2 separate regions of the Drosophila melanogaster genome follow, and region 2 is linked to region 1. A link is a contact called in public Hi-C data. All regions are on one chromosome and are shown on one strand. The core of a region is the stretch at or near the end of the contact, and the rest is flanking DNA. Distances in the headings are between cores, read along the strand shown. Region 1 holds the start of sisRNA:CR46363 (stable intronic sequence RNA CR46363). Region 2 holds the start of NK7.1 (NK7.1,).

Region 1 (5,111 bases), core at 212-2,711:
AATCCTAATTGAATGTCCTTAAACGTACGGAAATGGATTACTGCCACCCTGCATACGGTTTACTAACAAATATGATATATTTACAAGTCTTAATGGTTTTTAATTATAACTAAAAAGTGTACACTTCAAATTATTTAAATATTCTACATAATATTAACTTAAGCTGAAAATTAATAGGAATTTTTTTTTAGATTTTTCACTGAGTGTTGTTTTGTTTTTCTCTCTGTGTAAGAAAGCCGTTTCCTCTGCCATTTGCCGTCTTGCATCTGCATCTGCGCACACACACACACACACACATGTGTCTGTAAGGACTGTGTTATTGTTGCTTTTGTGCATCAGCAGATCCTTCTGCCCATCCTCCTCCACTCCCCTCTCTTCATCTCCCTCTCCCTCTCACCATCTTGCACCTTTATAAGGTGAGTGAGTAGCTCACGTTCACATTCACATTCACATTCACCTTCACCCTCCGCTCAGCGACTGGCTGACTGACCCATTGTTTGTCAATTTTCCACTCCTGGCCAACATTTTCCTGGTCCATTGTTTGCTGTCATCTGCAGCGCTCCTAAATCCTTCTGCCTGCCGAGATTTTCCGTGTCCATCAGTCAGTTTTCCACTGCTGCTCCTGCGCAACGGTTGTGCGTGTTTTCCTTGTGATATTTTTAACGTTTTTAAATCATATTTCTATTTTTTTTGCGGCTGCTTAACTTCTGACAATCGCTGAATGCAAACGGAAAGCTTCGAAAGCTCTAACTTCGTCATTATCTTTATCTGGGATTGGATCTAATCTCCGATATCTGTGCGGAATAACGGACCTTGAGAACCATTGTTCTTCAGCCATTATGAACGCTCCACTTTTTGGCGCATTTCGTTTCGTCGTCTTGTCCATGCGTCTGTGTCTCGTCCATCGTTTTAATTAGCAAAGCAAAAAAAAATCACTAAATCCTCCAAAAGGAATAATTTTTGCGCGATTTAACTATTTCGTGTGACTTTGTGTGTTAATTTCAACGGGCGGCAAGCTGGAGAACTCGCTGCTGTTGAAACTGCTCAATCTTTTGGCCAGGAACTCGAATTCCGACAGTAATTTCGTCAAAGTTGAGTTCGAGCGCAGCATCATGGATCTCATACAAGAGCCAAGGTGACCCCCACTTCGCATTCTATACACTTTAATGATGTGCCTAAGAGATCAATAGTTCATTTAAGTTCTAGTAGTAAACTCATCATAGTTAAGCTTTGATTAGCTGCATCCTCTGTTATTCCGTACTAATTCCGATCATTTACACTTTTTGCGAATTCCTTGCAGATTGCCGGTGAACGAATGTCAGGCAAGCCAAACAGCTAGAGTCACCTCGAACCTGCACGCATCCAGTAGCACGATGGCGGTCAGCCGTGTACCATCGCCGCCCTTGCCGGAAGTTAATACGCCAGTTGCCGAGAACTGGTGCTACACGCAGGTAAGTGCATCCAGATCCCATGAACGGATTAGGTTTCCACATCCCTGTCGCTGGGTTTTTTGGCATTCCTATGGATTTGCAAACAACTGAGCCAGCCAGCCAGCCAGCAGCGAACCGATCGGATTTCACAAATATTGTAAAACGAGAGTCCATATGGTTGTAAAGGCGGTAAGTGCATTTCCGTTGCGAGTGCACAGGTACAGGTGTGTTGACTGTTGAGTGGCGGCTCAGGTGTAGGAAACCGGATAAGTTTGTGGCACTATTTACGTGGGAAATTATATATATATATATATATTAACCCCCCTATACGTTTCATTCGCAGGTCAAAGTGGTTAAATTTAGTTATATGTGGACCATAAATAACTTTAGTTTTTGTCGGGAAGAAATGGGTGAGGTACTCAAATCGTCCACATTCTCAGCCGGTGCTAATGACAAACTAAAATGGTGAGTTGATAAATCATACGATCCACTGATCCATACGATACTAATTCGTTTGTTGTTGTGCCGCACAGGTGTTTACGGGTTAACCCCAAGGGTCTCGACGAGGAGAGCAAGGATTACCTTTCTTTATATTTACTGTTAGTTTCGTGTAATAAATCAGAAGTCAGAGCCAAGTTCAAATTTTCCATACTGAATGCGAAGCGTGAGGAAACCAAAGCAATGGAATCCCAAAGGTATGTACGGCAATCTGTTTTAAACATAAACAAATTGTGATCATCGACTAAAACATGTATTCACCTCCCGCAGAGCTTATCGTTTTGTGCAGGGCAAAGATTGGGGCTTCAAGAAGTTCATCCGACGAGACTTCCTGCTGGACGAGGCCAACGGCCTGCTGCCGGAGGATAAGCTGACCATCTTCTGCGAGGTCAGCGTCGTGGCGGACAGCGTGAACATCTCCGGACAATCCAATATCGTGCAGTTCAAAGTGCCCGAATGCAAGCTGTCCGAGGATCTTGGCAATCTATTTGACAACGAGAAGTTCAGCGACGTCACGCTCTCCGTGGGCGGTCGAGAGTTCCAGGCGCACAAGGCCATATTGGCAGGTAAGAGACCAGATCAACAGATCAGCAGACCAAACCATAGCATATACTTGTTTATTTGACGAGTATTTGTCTTAAATCCCATTACCATATAGTAATTATTATACATTTCTTTTTACTTGCAGCGCGCAGCGATGTCTTTGCGGCCATGTTCGAGCATGAGATGGAGGAGCGAAAGTTGAATCGTGTCGCCATAACCGATGTGGATCATGAGGTTCTTAAAGAAATGCTGCGATTCATATACACGGGCAAGGCGCCCAATCTAGAAAAAATGGCTGATGATCTCCTAGCGGCTGCTGATAAGGTGAGTTTGCCATCGAATTGCGCGATTTAAAATGGTTTACTTTATCAAAGATCTCATCTATATTGCAGTATGCACTCGAAAAGCTGAAAGTGATGTGCGAGGAGGCGCTGTGCGTCAATCTCTCTGTAGAAACAGCAGCCGAAACCCTAATATTAGCTGATCTCCACAGTGCGGATCAATTGAAAGCACAAACGATAGATTTCATAAATACGTAAGTTATAACATGGACTTACTTATCCAATCAGTTGGCTAACCGATGATTTTACTCGATTTACAGTCATGCCACCGATGTGATGGAAACCTCCGGCTGGCAAAATATGATCACAACACATTCACATTTGATAGCGGAGGCATTTCGTGCGCTCGCAACACAACAAATCCCACCAATTGGACCACCAAGGAAACGCGTGAAAATGAGCTGAAACAACAATGCAACAACTACAAACACACCAACAACAATAATAATAATAATAACAACAACAACAACAAGAGCAACTACAATAACAACAGCAGCAACAATTCGTACACCAACAACAATCAACAATCAACAGCAAGAACAACCAGAACAACAACAAGTAACCCAAACTACTACAACCAACAATCGATTCAACAATCGCAACAGAAAGCAGAACTCCAGTCGATGCAGTGGCCGCCATGTGAGATATCTGATGGATCGATTGGCGGAGAACCTCAAGAATGCATACGGCGGCAATACTACAAACGCAATAGATTATGTTAAACGCAGACAGATAATGCAAATGCAGGAGCAAAAGCATAGCGAGCCGTACCGTTTATTGTTTCGATTTCAAGTAATTTAATTCACTTTGATAAACTTGATTTTAAATGTATTTTATTTGTTGATTTAATATTACCTTATGATTAATATGTTTACGAGTAATAATTATGAATTAATTTTAATCTTAAGTCAAAACACAACTTGAAACAAAAGCAGCAATTAAAGAAGAAACAACAACAACAAAAACAAAAAAACCTAAAAAATAATGCAAACAAAAAAAGAGCATAAAAAACAAAACGGAAAGTAAAATAAATTAAATTTAAAGTAAAGTAAAAACTAAAAGTAAAAATCGAAGGCATAAATACAAGCAGAAATAAAGAAATTCACTGAGAAAGCGTAACTATTATTATTATTATTATTATGATTACTATTATTACTATTATAATTACCGATTACTGCGTATAATTACAAAGCGTACACTTTGATTGTGATGTATATTCGATGAGTATGACTAATGAGTAACGAGTAAATGAGTAATGATACGGATATGATAATGAAGTTGATTTATATATTGTGTATATGTAAACTCGGAAAAAATTTTCAGATTCAAGGTTTAATTGCACCCACCACCCACCAAAATCGAAGAACTCCCCCATGAAATTGAGGAGAATGTAAAAATTTATTGTTTACCCGAGTTCTAAACTTTAATTTACTTTTCATCGCTGAATTCATGCCTGAACTTTTGTTTTTCGATTCCCCTCGTCTTTTCTTAAGTATCTAAAAGTATCTAAATTTCAATATCAGACGCCTGTTTCTCTTTGTTAAGCGCAAAATGTAATTAATTTGTTGTACAAAACTATAAAAACAAACAAACAAAGCATTGTCGAAATAAACGCAAGCAGTAGCAATTTGTGTATAATAAGCCGATAAAAGTGAAAAACCAACAACACTCTTGCATCGATTCATTTTGTAAAAGGGGAGATTCTCTTGGGTGGTTTCTCTTCTGATTGATTCAGAACCACATTCTGCCATTCATTCCCACAAACGAAGCTTAAAAAAAAGGACGAGCAAAGTAAACGTGATAACAATTATCTAACTATTAAAGAAAAAGTAAATGTGCGGCGCAGGAGATAAGACATTTTTATATGCAAAAATGCTGATCGCAAACTCGGTGTGTACAATTCAGGTATTCAGGAAGGGGTAGAATTTTGCAATAAACTCAAAATAATATTAATAGGAGCCAGCCATGAACGATTCCCCATTGTATGTGTACTTCCGATTGACTTCGCATGTGATTTGCTATCAAGAAAGTGTAAATAAACTAGCCTTAGTCGCAGCAATTACATTTCGTTTCGAGTGCACAATTAACTAGTTACAAGTCCAACGCTTTAATCTGTGTATGTGCGTGTCTGTATAGTGAATAGGTAACCGATATTAGCCTTTGGAATGGATGAGGAGCACGGAATGGTCAGGCGGTAGTGAGTCTTATCATTTTTGGCATGCTTAGCTATGTTTAGTTCGCCTCTTCTGATCCTTAAAATCGTATCCAAATGCGCTCTCATCCCCGCAGTCGTCGAGCA
Region 2 (5,439 bases), core at 280-2,779, 400 kb before region 1:
TTTTAATTGCGGACACGAGCGGAAATTGCTTTCACAAACAGCCAAACACATTCGCATCAGAGGCACAAGCACCAGCACCAGCACCAGCATATTTGCAGCCAAATGGATACAAATGGGGGGGCAGGATCGGAATGGGGCCCATTGACATTTCGGTTTTGGGCTGGCTGTTGGGGAAAGAAGGCTGCAAATGGGGAAAGCCGAGGAAAACTAGCTGCGGAAGTGCGTTGATTGCAGGCCTTCTGGGATGAGGGAAACTCCATGTGCCATTTGCCTGACCTCAAAAACTTTGACCTTTTGCGCTGCAGTTTATTCTTGGGTTTTGTTTCGTTTTTAATTGCACCACATGCGCCATGCAATATACATTTGAAATCAAGCCCAGCGCACAAACACCCACTTGGACACTCAAAAAATATATGGAACATACAAGAATGGGTTTTTGATTTACCATCACTAAGTATATTAGTGTTCACAACTCATACAAGAATCGTATTTATACACTAAAATATATTATACTATTTTATAAAAATATCATAGTATCTTAGTACATTAAGTCAATTTTCTTAAAGTGCACATGAGCGAGCAGGCGCGCTCTCATTTAATATGAAAGTCACAGAATGTGAGCTAATTGAAAACACTTGCAATATTTATGAGCCGAGCAACATGTTGCCAAGCCACTTGACTCCAAAGCCCCTCACCGCACCGCAGGGAGAGCGAGAGAGAAAGAAATAGAGATGGAGAAAGATACATTGAGCTAGCCACATGTTGCCAAGCTAATAAAACAACAAAATGATTTTATTATAATGGATTTATAACGCAGGCCAAGAGCAAACAGGCTATTAGACAGAGATACAAGACTTCGTCGCAATCCCGTATCGTGAGAAAGAGAGACAGAAGGGAGACAAGGACGGGGATAGAGCAAAAGAGAGAGAGATGCACTTTTGAATTGAGACGCGAATGCGGCAGTCCATTAAGCGCAATGTTGTTGTCATCTTTTAATGCTTTTGTTGCCTATTTGCCTTATGCGACTTGACAGCTCCACTATCTTTTCTCTCAGTGCACAAAGAAAAAATGTGCACAACCACAGTTACGTTCAACATGAAATAAGCGGAATAAGGAAACAAGTTTGCAACCAATCTCTGCCCAGTAATTTATTATTTTTTAGGATTACCAAACCACATTTAAAAATGTCCAAATTTGAGAAGCAAAATATTTCCAGTGTACATCCGAGTGAGTTGAACGAGAGCGATTTCAGCTTGCGTGTGCGCATTTGCAGCGATGTTGCTGCCGTGTCTGCAGCATAAATGGGGCCCCCACAGCGTCTCCTTAAGTGGAGATATTTATAATAAGTTTATTTGCTTGTACTCTTTGTTTTTCTCTAGCCCAAGCAATGCAGCAGCAACATCAACAACAAAAGCGGCAGCAACGGGAACATTCACAGCGGTAGCAACATGCAACATGTTGCTGCCGTGGCGTCAATGTTGCCCAGCTTGTTTGCCGCTGTTGGGCATTCACATTCACAATCACATTCGCAGTTGTAAATTGACGTTTTGCGTTAACGACCGAAGCGCCTTGGTCGTCGGTTTCGGCTTAAATCCCAATCGCAACATCGCGTGTGTTTGTTTCGTGAACTCTTCGCCCAAAGTAAGGCACTTTTTTGTGTGTGCTAGCATCATCACCATCATCGCCATCATCAGCATCAGAATCGAGCTGCATCCTAGCCCGCACCCCATGCAACGCACAATTTGTTTTGCATTCAGCTCGAACATGACTTCATCAGTGCAGAGAAAAAACACCAAACCACTTTACAGTCTTAATGGATTATTTTCAATATGGAAGTCATAAACCTGCAATCAAAATAGTTATAGTAATTATTGAAGAACAAGTCTTCGTTCTTAATTAAGCACAAAATTACACTACCTGCGTCAAGAATTTGGTAAGTCCTAAACTAGTTTTTGAATAATTATCTTGATGAAAAATCAACACACGTTTTTAATGACGCATTTGTATATCAAATAAAAATCGATAAGGTACTCAGAATTTCTGTTTCCAAATATAAATACTTCTTGGGAAATCCATAAGCCATAATCAATCCATACCCCAAATTCTATATAAATTCTATATATATAGAAAGTAACTTACTTTATTAATAAGATTTAAAAAAAAAACTTACTGAATCGCAAGTTTCCGGGAATAGCCCCAAATACTTTAATCAAGGCAAATTAAATTATCATTATTTCAATTGAAATGTGTAGAACACGATTACTTCTCAGTTCTTAACTATACTGTCAGTTATCAACAAATAAAAGAATTCAGAGTAGCAATAAACTAAACCATAAAACACAATTCAATCGTTTTATTCGACGATGTCATTCAATAATTGCCTCATTCAAAATAGCGACAATATGATCTAACTTTCTCTCAGTGTAGTCGTGTTTATTTGAAGTGACTTCCACGACTCCCCGACTTTTTTTTTTTTTTTGCTTGTCGTGCTTCTATTCAAGTGTATCTAAATTGCTTCATCTTCGTCTTGTGCAGCAGCGGCAGCAGGCAACATCAGCATCTTGTTGATGTTATTTCTCGTTTCATATTTTCGCAGTTATTTTTAGTTCGCCGCCGCTGCCCTTTTCAATCCCTTTTCAGCGAATATCCAATTCAATTCAATTTGCAGCCCGTAGAATTTAAATGAGCAATCAGGGCACTCATAGTCCAGTCCATTGTTATTGTGGCTTCACTTCCCTAATGATGCTGGACTGAGCCGGAGCCCGAGCTTAAACTGTTGCTCTTGAGATCTTGAAATCTGAGGGGAGAGTTCATTCAGAGGCTTGGTTTTTCTCGGATTGCGGCAAATTTTCGTTGTTTGACTGTTTGACCACAATTGACGGCGGCATTAATCATTTCGCGAATATATAGAACGCTCGCGATAACCTAAAAATAAATATGGCAATCATGAGTAATTGGCCTTATCAATAGCATAACATCGCCCATTAATAATCGCACCCTTGTAGCTAATTGAGCTGTCGCCCCTCTTATAGCTTATAATTATTATTAATAAAATCGGAAAGCAAAAAAAAAAAAAAAAACTGAAAAAACTGAAAAAAAAAGAAAGAGGCACGCACACAATCTCACACTGCTGACTAACAACACAAATTGAATTACGACATTCCTGTAAAGACAATGAATGGCTTTTGTGTGTGCGGTGACCCAAAGCGACGTTCTCAGGAAATGAAATTATACACCAATTATTGCCAACAACAGCAAAAGCAAAAGCTTTTAAAGAAATTGGAAAGAGTAGCGAAGACGGAACGTAGCGATACGATACGATACGAAACGAAACGAAGCGATTCGAAATGTGAGCGGTGAATATGGCAACGAAATCTCAATAATTAATCAAATAATAAATCTCGGTGAGCAATTAAGAGGAGAAAGACAAAGCCAGCGAACCGAATGGCCGAAAGCAATAAAAACCATTGAAAAGCCGTTGGCTCAGCATTAATTAGCGCTAAACGCCGTCGCAACAACCAGCGGTAACGACAGCAGCAACATCCACGAACGGCAGCAACATGAACTCCGCAGCGCAACAGCGGCAGCATCCACCGACTTATTAAAGTATGTACATATAACTCAATTATAGAGAATTAAAAACAAACTCAAAGTCAGGCAACGTCGGCAATTCGCAGTGCAGAAAGCGGTGCACTTGGAAAAAAAACCAACAAAAACTGTCAAAACAAATGGGCAAAATGCATAGCAATATCATTCAACACATCTTTTTAAAACTCTATCTCTAAAGCCAGATTTAAAATGTATCTTAAAGTACATAACTATTTATCAAGCAAATACTTAAGTTTTCTCCAAGTGCTCGGAGACGACGTGCTGCGGCAGCAGCAATCAAAGCAATAAAACACATTCAGCATTTAATAAAGACACCCCAGCAACATGTTGCAAGCGGGCCAGCAACAGCAACATCGTGAATTTGAATTTATGAGCTTCGCACACACACACTTCATCGTTCGCAACGAGATACAATTAAGCCGTAATGCATATGAAAATTCGTGTTTTATTGCCGTGCGTTATGTTCACGTGCGCGGCAACTGTTTGTATCTGTATCTGTTAATGTATCTGTATCTACATATATCCATAGCTTTATCTCCCTCGCTCTCTCTTTCCCACTTACGCGCTCTCTCTATCTCTCGCTCCCTCTCGCTGTGAGCGCAGCGTAATTGTAATTATAGTAATATGTTTTATGATGGGCCCTCGTTTAGCAGCAACCCCCGCGACGCGTTTGGCCAAAATGTATCTAGATACATAATTGCCACATTCAGTCGTCGTTAAATAGTTGCACGGCGCAGTTCACACAAGCGGCAAAAGCAGCGCCGCAGCAGCGACAGCAACAGCATAGCAGCAGCAGCAGCAGCAACAGCAGCAACACGCCAGCAACATTCGTGCTTTATAGCACTCGCACTCAGAAGTCGTTCAGAATCGCTGCCGTCGTGGTCCCGGTCGGTGTTTCGGTATCGGTATCGGATTGTTGACTAACTCTCTGTTTATTTGCCATCCGTTCTGGCCGTGTTTTTGTGCGCTTTTTTGCGCTTTTTTTTCGGCGTGGAAGCGAAGTCGAAACGCAAAATTTGCCGGTAAATCGTTTGACCGACCGCCGGGTCCAAAAAGTCAAATTCAATTTACGCGCCACGTAATTATAATTAGGCATGAGGCCATACAAGCAATGGTACTGCTAGAACTGAACAATCGACCCCCTCAGAGAGTGTACTATTTTAATTAAGTGTGTGCCACAACAACAGCAACAGCAACAAAAGCAAAAGCAGCCGAGCTATAACAACCATAACATAACAACGGCGAAAAGAAGTCACGCATGTGTATCTTTGTATCTTCGTATCTTTGTATCCGAGCTGCTTTCGTGTGTAGGAACGTGTGTGCGAACGTGTGTATTTGTGCCGCTTTTGTGTCCATTAGTCACACATGAAACTAATTAGCATTTCGTCTGTTTGTTATTGTCGCGTTTGCTGGTCAAAAGAATTAGCGCGGCAAGAGCAACGTCAAGCGCCATTAAGCGATATCTTTAAATATGTGTATATGTATGTATATATATGTATGCCTATACATATATGTATATGATATTTATATATCGGCCTGGGATGGGACTGTTTTCTTTTATGATTTTCGCTTGCCATTTCCCATTAATTTGTTTATTTTCTGCCGCATTCCCACCGACGGCAATCGGCAATCGACCATCGGCAATTTGCAATTGGCAATCAGCGATCGAGTTTATATATGGTCAGCACAAAAAATTATCAAAGGAGGCAGCAATTTGAGCGGCAGTAGCAAGCATCTTCGCTAATTGCTGGCTGGTGTATCTGCAAGATACTTTGCCGCTCACACCTCCAGCATTGCTGTTTGCCAGCATTTTGTATCTGTTCTTTTTTT

The links. A called contact is a pair of places that touch in the nucleus more often than the background predicts.
Region 2: a contact with region 1 is called in a Hi-C map of the Kc167 cell line, with 2.0 times the contacts expected there. A contact is called at or near these places in 4 of 107 Hi-C or Micro-C datasets (the Kc167 cell line, cellular blastoderm embryo and eye imaginal disc).

Annotation. Positions count from the first base shown.
Region 1 is chr3R:13,967,292-13,972,402 of dm6, reverse strand. It overlaps sisRNA:CR46363 (stable intronic sequence RNA CR46363), which reads left to right and starts at 1,461. Exons shown (of 1, transcript NR_163214.1): 1 at 1,461-1,664. rdx (roadkill) reads left to right here. Exons shown (of 9, transcript NM_169566.2): 3 at 1,301-1,451; 4 at 1,774-1,895; 5 at 1,964-2,125; 6 at 2,199-2,494; 7 at 2,617-2,795; 8 at 2,864-3,006; 9 at 3,073-3,778. The coding sequence starts at 1,374. The coding sequence ends at 3,217. It also overlaps asRNA:CR43460.
Region 2 is chr3R:14,369,041-14,374,479 of dm6, reverse strand. It overlaps NK7.1 (NK7.1,), which reads left to right and starts at 1,529. Exons shown (of 4, transcript NM_142100.3): 1 at 1,529-1,933.